2 separate regions of the Mus musculus genome follow, and region 2 is linked to region 1. A link is a contact called in public Hi-C data. All regions are on one chromosome and are shown on one strand. Each heading gives the region's core, a stretch centred on a gene start, on an enhancer-like site or on the middle of the called end of the contact. The rest is flanking DNA. Distances are from core to core; before and after follow the strand shown. Region 1 holds the start of Ccdc141 (coiled-coil domain containing 141). Region 2 overlaps Ccdc141 (coiled-coil domain containing 141).

What was found. Hi-C and Micro-C count contacts between places; a contact is called where the count stands out from the background.
Region 2: a Hi-C map of uterus shows a contact between it and region 1, with 1.9 times the contacts expected there. The contact joins the enhancer-like site here to the promoter of Ccdc141 in region 1. A contact is called at or near these places in 9 of 39 promoter capture datasets (the 3T3-L1 cell line, 3T3-L1-derived adipocytes, cranial neural crest and 4 more), 9 of 484 Hi-C or Micro-C datasets (the 4T1 cell line, the G1E-ER4 cell line, the HL-1 cell line and 4 more), 5 of 115 datasets of contacts at active chromatin or transcription factors (the SCID.adh cell line, cardiomyocytes, a colorectal cancer cell line and 2 more) and 2 of 9 other capture datasets (embryonic stem cells and pancreatic islet).

What each region holds. Positions count from the first base shown.
Region 1 is chr2:77,167,981-77,173,217 of GRCm38.p6, reverse strand. It overlaps Ccdc141 (coiled-coil domain containing 141), which reads left to right and starts at 2,583. Exons shown (of 24, transcript NM_001025576.3): 1 at 2,583-2,833; 2 at 4,585-4,707. The coding sequence starts at 2,732.
Region 2 is chr2:77,084,115-77,089,351 of GRCm38.p6, reverse strand. Ccdc141 (coiled-coil domain containing 141) reads left to right here. Exons shown (of 24, transcript NM_001025576.3): 7 at 88-282. Among named protein-coding and RNA genes, the nearest start is that of Gm39862, 16 kb to the right of the region's middle. Within about 2 kb of position 2,026, at least 4 of the 459 cell types and tissues checked have an H3K27ac peak or open chromatin away from gene starts, as enhancers often do. A contact at or near this core is called in the SCID.adh cell line and uterus, where this site is marked.

The sequences.
Region 1 (5,237 bases), core at 1,334-3,833:
TCTAGATCGGTGGTTCTCAACCTGTGGGTTATGGCCCCTTTGGGGGTCAAATGACCCTTTCACAGGGGTCACCTAAAACGATAGGAGAACACAGATATTTACCTTATGATTCATAACAGTAGCAAAACTCCAGTTATGAAGTTGCAATGAAAATAATTTTATGGTTGTGGGTCACCACAACATAAACAACGGTATTAGGGGGTCACAGCATTAGGAAGGTTGAGAAGAACTGCTTTAGAGGACGAGTCTAGAAAATAGATATTGATGCTGTGATCTGAGTCACATGGTTTCTGTAGATTACTAAATTACTGGGAGGTAGAGTCCAAAAAAGAAAAAAAGGCAAAATATAATTATTTAAGTCTTTTTCAAGTCTTAAGATCAGGCAGGAATCTGAGTAATAATTAGAAAGAATCCACTTTAACGGATGCATGCTGTTTGCCTTAATGTTCGTGTCCACCAAAGTAGAGAACCCTTTTTTTTTTTTTTCCTTTTTTTCATTCAGCACCCTGGATCTGCTCCATCTAATTAAGAGAAAGGTCATCCACACACAAAATATGTTGCTGACCGGCTGGATTAATCTTTTAACAAAGTCCTACTTCTGATTCACCTTGCCCTTAAGCCTTGGGTTTAACTAGCCTTCCAGCCCCGTGCTCTCCTTTTCGCCATCTCTCCCTCCTTTCTGTCTAACTGACCGCCATTTCCAGAAGTCCCTCGCTGTCCTCCAAACCTTTGCACACAGTCTTCCATCCTAAGTGAAGCTTTGTGAATGGAGCAGCTGATTTAGCCTGCGCTCTTTGCAGCTTGCTGCCCCAAATTCCTTTCTACTCGTGAGGGCCTTTATGCAACTTGTGAGCCGTGCAGCCCGGGGTTAGCTTAGGGTGAAAATGTGCTGTTTGTATGCAGGTTGATGTTTGCCGTTCTGGTTGGCAAGATGGATAAGGACTTAAGCAATACCTGCTGTGCATTTAGTTTAAGCCATGGGCATTCTGAATCTCTCTCATTAGGGCTGAAAGCTGGTTGTAGTTGAATTGCTTTGGTTTACCCAGCCCGGTTACATACTGGCTCAGTGGAAGAAACTATCTTTAATGTCCAGAAGTGGTTATTTCTCCGAGAACTCCTCCGCCCCGCCCCAAACTGAAACCACTCAGAACAGGTTCTACACTGTCCAGGATCTTGGCGCCTGCTGACCAGAGCTAGCTCACTCCGGCTGCTGCCGTCGCGGTGTTAGGTGAAGTCTGTTCAATCTAGGAGCAGGGATCTTGGTGTGTTTCCCATCTCATCAGAGAGGCAGGCAGATGCTGAAAAGCAGAAGCGCCGGTCCAAGGGTGTACAGTATGCAGAGCAGCCAGGGAAAGAAGAGCAATTGCTGACACCCACGTACGTGTGCGTGTGCACGCATTCGCCCACATTTCAACTCAACAATGTTTTCATAAGCCTTAGCATAAGAAATCAGTGGCACTGCTTACGCAGCCCCCGCCTTGTCGGCCCAGGGTCTAACGTGCTTTTACTCAGAGCTAAGGGGGGCTACACAGGGAGTGGGTTCCTTTGGCTCCGTTTATGGCTCCGTCCTCGGGTTTATCTTTCATCCCAGGGCTCTCCAGTGGTTTCATCAGATTTGGAGTTAGTGTCTCTGATGTGTTTGCCTCTGACCTCTGACCTAAACTTCAGTGGTGTTATTTTCAGCTGTTCTTTGACAGGGCTCCAACAGCTGCTGCTTAATACCACAGACAACTTCTGACAGAGGCAGAGCTTCTAGCAATAGGATTAATCTGTGAGCCTCACTCTGATTTGAAGCTAGTTGAAAATTTTTTTTTCTCCAGGTAGAAATGGGGATTTACAAAGAAAGAGAGGTGGGGGGCGGGGGGAGCCAGAACAGTCTAGGAGGCTAAACAAAGCAGAGCCAAAAACAAACAAAAAAGAAACAAAATGTTCACTACAAAGAAAACACATTTCTTAGAGTTAACAAGAAGCATGGAAGTGCTGAGCTTTCTCACAGCTGTTTGCTGGCTGAATTGGAAAATACTGTTCAGAAAACAGTCACAGAGAAATCCCAGGAAGATGTGTAGTTCTTGATAAATCCTGGGTGAGTTGTTTTAAAAATACTTAACTCCTCAAATAAATACCAGAAAGAGAGACAGAGAGAGACAGAGAGAGAGAGAGAGAGAGAGAGAGAGAGAGAGAGAGTCATTTTTAGTAGTTTTCTTTGCACGAAGAAGACTTGAAAAGACTGATATCCAGGTCAGTGACTTTCTGGTTGCAAAGTCCATAGCTACAACTGTTTAGTTTCGATGGCAAAACTAATTTGGGTTGTCAGGATGTAGTTTTTTTTTGTTTTTTTTTTTTCCATTAGCTATCAGACATCAGCTGATAGGCAAAGAGCTCAAAGCTGTCCCTCGAGTTTCAGATAATGGTTCAAATAACTGGCACTTTCTGTTACCATACTAGGGGGGTGGTGCTCTGTCTCTGTGTCTCTCTCTCCATCTCCCTCCCTCCCCCCCCCCCCCCCCCCGCGAGTGTAACTCTCTCTCCCCTTTCCCCCTCCCTCTCGATAAGCTCAATGGGGCTGTCTATTTTTAACTTCCTGTTCTTTCCTTTTGGCCGGGCAATCAGTGTGAACAGAGGCGCGTTCCCTGAAAGAGTCCCGGTAGCCTCGTGGAAGCCTTCTGACATGACCAGCAGACAGCATCACTACCAAGGCTGCTCGGGGTTTAAGCCCTGCTTCTAAAGTGCCATGTCCTGCAAAGAAAGTCCCCATGTGGGTGCTTCCACCACCACTGTCAGCTCTGTAGCCGTGCACGCTGGGGACTCCAAGATCGTGATCGCCGTTGTCAAGGTAAACTCACAGCTTGCTTTCCTCTGTGTGGCTGGGGGGCTCTTGGCGGAATGGCTGAGAGCACGGGAGGATAATGCAGAGCAGATGACAAATAACAAGTGATCTTCGCCACTTAAATCCGTGACAGAGGACTGCTAAGTTCCAACAAGTTGGCAGCTGCTTTTCAGGGTAAAACGCCTCTAGAGCGCCTTCCAACAAACTTTACTGTGTACTTTCAGTTTGGTCCTTACAGGCGAGGCGCATGTGATGAAGGTTGAGGAATTCCAGGAGAGTTGGGTGGCCAGGACAGTGCCTGAGATTTCTGAGTGGCTGTGATGGAGAATGGGGAGGCAGGTCAGAGTGGGGCACTGTCCTGAGCTTGAGAGAACTGGATGCACCAGAAGCCTCCCAGAACCGGTTTTCACTGGTAAAGGCAACGCTAAATACTTCTCCCACTGTAGGGGGATGGAGACTGCCACAGACTACTTATTAAACTGCCTCTCCCTCTTGAGAAAAGGAAAGTGCAGTGACTCGGGCCTTAACTGTGTGTTTTATGTCTAATTGTTTTATGTCTAATTGTGCAAAGATGGCCACACATTATTTTGGGTTGTACGAGGCTCCCATGATTTTTTTTTTTTCCTCTGACTGAAATCATCATGAAAGATCCTCTGGACTATAAGCTTGCTCTTTAGACACTATGCCACCCAAATAATTCAGGTTTAATGAAAGCAAACCTGGTAAAACAAAACGACAAACAAACAAATACCTGGCTACAAGGCCTATTGGATTTACATGCTGCAAAATTGTATAGTAGCATGAAGCTGTGTAGGAGAAAAGCCGAGCTTGACATTGAGCAAAGCAATTCTCTGAAGAGGCATGGAATGCAGGGTCCTGCTCAAGGCCTTAGCTGGGTGGGGGTGGGGGTGGGGGGTTCTCAGTACTGGGAGACTTCTGCACAACAAATAGGACTTCAGCTCCACTCCCCATCCTGTCCTCAGCAGAGGTGTGAGTGGGAATGACAAGGACCATGGCTTCCCCAGTGCAATCAGGTCACTTGCACACGATTTAAAGACGCTTTGGGCAACATGTAGATTCCAGCAGGGATGGAAGAGAAGCAAATCTAGGACTTTTTTGTTTTTTAGTAAACATTACTTTTTCTCAAACTTAAAACATTCATAGAGTAGACGGAGTCACAATACTTAAACAACAACCTATGAGATAGTCAGAGGTACAACGAACATACAAACTTTAACAACAATATAGAAAAGTCTTTTAAGCTGGATTCTGTTTCTCAGAAAAACCACTCACGGTCCCCTCTCCAGCTCCCTTCCCCACTGCCATCTCCAAAGAAAAGGCACTTCAGCCTCTTCAGAGAGCAAAGTTTGTATTGATGGGCAGGGAAAGCCCAGGTCTGGTCCATAGTGAAGTTCCACCCCGCTCTACCTCTGTGAAGTGTCCCTCTCTGTCTAGAGATGTTTTGTGTGAATTCTTCCGGTGATGGTGAAGAACTGATCACCATCTAACGCACACACAGCACACATTTGTCATTTGGGAGTTTAAAGAATTCAAACCTGCTCTCCATGAGAAAACGTGTTCTAGGGATAAAAGAAGGACCCGGCACAGGTTTGCATCAGACCTGTTGCATTTCAACACGGCAGACCATCCCCGTGGAAGGAGAAAGTGTTCATAGTGTAACTGGAAATTAAAATTACAAGGTGGGAAAAGGAGAAGGGGGAGAGAGAATAAAAGTTCACTTCACATTTTGTTTTTAGTGTGGCAAATGGGTACGACTCCAACTGGCTGAATCGCAGCCCAATCTCCTCGAAATTGGGAGCAGTCAAGATGAAACCAAAAAACTCCTTCACGATCATGAGCTGCTTCTGGCCAAGCTTAAGGTAAGAGCCTCTGAGTCGAAGCAAAGTCAACACTCCAAAGTAAGGTGAGACCGGTTCTCTCCTTCCTCTGGTCCCGCTGCTCTGACTTGCTTTGGCCATTTTAATTCAGTGCTGTTAGCGAATGGAAAAACCACTGCTGTCACGCGCAAGCATCAGCCTAGGAAAGAAATATCAAGGACGGGACAAACAGCTCAGTTGGTCCTTGCCTTTCGAACATGACCACCTGGGTTGGATCCCTAGAGTCCATGGGAAACAGGCAGGCAGGCCAGGCACAGTAGCACAGGAAATGGGAGGTTCCCTGAAGTCTGCTGACAGGCTGGCCCAGCCTAATTGGTGAGCTACCTACCAGTGAGAGATGCCATCTCAAACGATGTGGCTGTACCCTTCAGGATGTTACCCAAGTTGTTTTCTGGCCTCCACAAGAACACACACAAAGGCAGGCAGACACACGGACACGCATGCATGCCCAATAAAATACAAAACAAGTTGCATTTTTAAAGTTGTCCTACATGCAATAGAAAATACTGAGG
Region 2 (5,237 bases), core at 777-3,276, 83 kb after region 1:
AACATTTGGATTTGGGGGACAGAGGCACAAACATTCAACTCATGTCAGAGTCTGTGTGCAGTCACTAAAGAGAATGTTCTCTTGTAGGAATGGGATTCGGCCGTAGAGAAGCTGAAAAGCCAGGCTTTGGGGATTCTATTGTCCAAGGACTTGGCAGGAAAGGAACATCTACAGCTCTCTAACCAGAAACTGAATCGGCTTCAAGAAGAATTTGGAAGACTCATGGTGGAAAGGAAAGCCTGGTTATCGATGGCAAATGACTTTTTTACCAGTGCTAACAAGGTCAGTGTAAGGCCAAGTTGACAATTGTAGGGACTCAGTCTAACCAATAAGAGACCTATTATGTTAGCTGGCCATGGCATGTCATCAACGGCTAACTTTCTGGAAAAGCTAACAAACTGAGGGAAGCACTTCAAAACTAAGAGATTGTGTTTTGATATATAACAAGTAAAATTTTAAAATAACTCCAAAGCCAGGTGTCTTGAACCCTAGGACTCAGGAAGCTGTGGGTTTGAGGTCCAGCTGGTCTGCTTATTCCATGGCAGTTTTACAGTGAGACCTGTCATATATATATAAGACATAAGCAATAACAACAAAATGACTTTTAAAAGGTTTCATTTTAGAGCTACGATTGTCTGTTTGTGATCAACACTCTTCTCTACTTTAAAATGTTTCTCACAGACATGAGGGAATATCATAAAATATATCCAGTTAAAAAGAAACCTTAGCAATGTTGCCAATATGCCCTTTTGTTGTTTGTTTTAAAGAGTAGTTCAGGCTAGCCTCCAACTCCCAATGATCTGACCTTTCTGGGTCCACCTTCCGAGTGCTGGAACTGCAGGCATGCATTACCACACCTTGTTTCTATAACACTGGAAATTTGTGCATGTTCACCCAGCACTCTACCAACTGAGGTACATCCCTGATCCACGTTAAAACACTTTTCTTTCATTTATTAGGTAGAAATACATGCATATTATGTCTTTGAACATAATTTTCATATGAAGCCAGCCCTAAGGTCAGAACTTGCTTCACATCAGACATTTTGCCTTGGTCTTACATTTTTAAGTAAGGCAAGAGGGAGTCCTGACACGGACCATCAGTGGGTCTCCTTGACTGGCTACCTGCCTTCACTGTTGGAGCGGGTGCTCCTGGGGTGGTGATGTTTGTGATTTGTCAGTCAGAAGTTCTTAGGTCAGAGAGTGGAGTCTTTGTGATAGGATTTCTACCTCGCCTTCTGCCCACTACATGAGAGCACCAGAGGTTAGTCTGCAGCCAAGGACATGGCCTTCATCACAGTAGAACCCCCTTTCTTCCTGATTTCAGCTTTCCAGCCTTCAGAGTCATGAGCAATACGTCGCTGTTGTTTATGTGCACAGGTGGTGTTCAGTGTGTGTGGCTGGTGATGTTATTTGAAGGGCTTTGGACCTTTGACACTGTCACATAGACCTCCAGATGCTGCATTGAAATTGCTTGACCAGTGACATATTAGCAATTTAAAGGTAGACAGGATAAAAAGCAGAGGATGGGGGGGGGGAAGCTCCTGGAGGCTTACATTATTGCTCTGGAATCCTTGGAGAATCTGGGTAGTAAAATTCTAAGACAGAGAGGATGGAGTTACAGTAGACCTCTTAAAGAAGGACTCCTTGGCTAATTGAACTTTTGGGGGATTTTACTGTTTTCACGCAAGAAACAGATACAGCGCAGAGCTGGAGATATTGAACTAAGTACATGTTAATTACTCGTTATTTTTCTCTTTAGCAGCCCAATTTTTAGGTAAGAGGTTTTAAAATCTCCACCACACCTTTAATCTACAGAATGAGTTAGCTGTTTCAGGTCAACTCTTACTGGCCGCTAAGGGAAAGCAGAACAGAGTATGTTTGAATAAAACAATGCTTCTAATAGAAGCTTCATAGCTCCCAGCCTTGCAAACACAGATGTTTCCCCTCCTTTTCTCACTCTCTTGTTCTCTCATTGTCTTGGCTTCTCTACAGTCATTATTTGGTACCTTATCATGGCTGTTTATCATCTGACTTTATTCTCAGGCCCCGTGGGAACTTGTAAAAGTTTGAGCAGCTGGGTTGATGGAGGAGAGGAGGAGGAAGCCAAGAAGGAGAAAGGGGAGGACAAGTCAAGAGCAGATACTTTCCGAATCTCATACAAAATGCCAGTCTGGTCTGGAAAACAAAATGCTCACAACCTGAAAGAGTATATTTCTATGTTCCCTGTGTCATCTCATCATTTGTTCAACTGATAAAGTCGACTGACATTGACCAGTCCTCTAGTTTGTGGTCAGAAGGAACTCAGAAAGGCTTAAAGGTCTTTCTTATGTAAGGAAATAATATCCAAACTAAAAACTAGTAACTCAGTGTGAAGGGTGATGGATCTGGGAACTGGGGTGTGGCTAATGGCAGTGTTTGTAGAATGCATGGTTAATTATGCATCCACATGAATGTTCTATGCTATTAAGGGAAAAGAAGTAATGAAACTGTAAAGTGTAAGTCTCTGTAAGCTAAGAACTAAACTCCTCTTATGACTTTTAAGTGATATTTTTCCTCCTGATTCATATTTTAGATTCTCCTTGCCTATATATATATATATATATATATATATATGCAGGAAACTCATCAATAAATCTCTTGAGGGCTGGTTTTAAAAAATTATATTATCAAAAGTCTTTAAAATAATTTTCTAGGCTAGACTTTCTGTATGTACTAGCAAGAAGGGTAGTGCTTAATTTACATCATCAGTTGTTTATCTCAGAAGTGCTATGTTTTTCCCTTTGAAAATTGCCTGTGACATGTCTGGAGGATGCTGGGCTTCCTTGCTGTGTGGACTTCTGTTTGTAGGTGAGGCCATGCTCCCAAGCACTGAGGACTTGGTTTCTCCGACTTTCAGGCTCTGAGGCTGTCCTTCCAGGGAGGCTGGCAGCAGATGCATAGGTTACGGGTCAGCATTGACTGATGACCCAGCAGCAACAAACTAGCTGGGTGACACCATGCAAATGAGCTCTGTGTGTCCAGTTCCAATATGGCTGATGTCCACAGAGGAAGGGGTGAGGAGAGGAACTCTCCACTCAGGGAATCTGCTGGTCTATAGCAAGCAGTAAGCAAGCCTGCTTTTTGTCTCAGTGGGTGATATAACCTCTGATTGGGAAGGCTGCTAGCTGCAGAGCCTACACTGAGAAAGGTGACATGCTAGAGAGGTCAGGTCCTTTATTCTTGGCATACAAGACAGAGGGGCAAGAGAGCACACAGGCAAGCGTGCCTGTTAGTGCTGTGAGGGACAAAGAAGCCTCTGCCTGAGAGCTCTTTCCCCACAGAGATGTGAATTAGAATCTCAGTAAACAAACTCATTGGCTGAAATTATTCATGTTATGTCAAATGCCACTAAACAGAACATGCTGGGGCGGTGAGCAAATGAGCCACTGGGATGTGTGAATGCCAGCTTACTAAAGAGTGAGATAGCGGCTTTAAAATGTCCTCTGTGAGGACTGAAGGGTAAGAGCACCTGCTGCACCAATGCAAGGAGTCCAGATCCCAGGGTTTTCCTAAGAAGCCGTGCATAGTCCTGTGCATGCCTGGAGCTTCAGCATTATGGAAGGCAGAGATAGCAGGATAATGGGAGCTTGGTGGCTGACTGTTTGGCTCTGAGTACCTTGAGAGACCTTTTCTTGGGGAATGGGGCAGAGAGGGACAGAGTGGGAAGTCTGACAACATTCTCTGACCTCTACACATCCATCTTCACATGTGTGCCTGTACACCACCAGCATTACTACCCCTACCCCTCACTCCCAACACACCACCATCACCACACCCACACATCACTGCACCCCACACCCTTCACACATCACCATGACAACTATGACCACCACCTTACCACCATCACACACACACACACACACACACACACACACACACACCACACCACCACTACCATCACATACACAAACACCACACCACCACCAACATCACACACATACATGTACACACACATACACACACACACACACACACACACACACCACCACCACTACCACCACCACCATCACATGCACATACATACAAACACACACACGTACCACTACCACCACCACTGTCACACATACATACACACACTCCACCACCACCACACCACCACCAAAGTCACTGAATAAGCAGTGTAGTAAATCCACAGCAACAATTCCTCCATCTTTAAACATTTCTGTATTTAGTGAATATTTATTGAACAACTTCTCTGTGACAGGCTCTGTTCCTAATCCTGAGGATAATATGCAGAAAGTCTATTGGTCAGTATATTTCCAAATTTTGAGATCCAGTAAGCTGTAATGATCCCTTAACTGTCCACACTGAGAACAAATTCCCCAATGCCTTTGTCTCATGACTTCAGTAACCCAGCTGATACCTTGTAATTTGCTTAGGAGTTTGGGACAGTTACTCAGAATTAGTGAGTCTGTTTCTCAAGCAGAGAAAATGTGAGCATTGTATTGCTCTGGAGAGCTGGCTGTTTGAATCTGGACTTAGCAGCAGGTGGCAATATTGAGACATGGGCCTTGAGAATGTTGCTATGTTTGTCCTAGACCAGACTCTAAAACCCACACAGAGATTGAACTGGGCTACTTAAGGAATTGATATACCTCCTTTTCAGAGTTTCCTACTGTATTTGGTGAACCCATTTGTTGAATCATTCAGCAACAAATTAACTAGTATTGTTGATGGTACCACCACCATCACCGTGAGTATGAGCTGACTGGAGAAGAGTCCGTCTCTCTGAATTGTATCTTCATAGCTTGAAATGTGAGCATCATATCTGTTACAGAACATTCCTTGATCCCTCCAAGTTTTCATCCTTCTCAGTTGTGGCTTATCATGTGTGCTATATTTCCAGCATTTTCGTGGACTTGTATTAATATCTGTAGACCATCCAAGACACAGTTACAACTGTTTGGGGTTTGTGACTGACTGGAGCAAGGATGAATATCTAGCGTCTTTCAAGATCAGAACAGCATGCACTTTTTATTTATGCAACAGTCATGACTGAACCCAGATCTGTCAAGCGTGGCCCTTGGGTTATCAAGTTTCTTGCCCATACCTTCTGTTCCCAGGCACGTGATTTCTCTGAGGGAAGCAAGTAGAAAAGATGAGGCCAAGTCTATATCATGAACATGGTCTGATCTTCAGATGGTCAGTATGAATGCAAAGGTGAAGTGAATTTTGGGGCATTCAAAGAAACCCCTA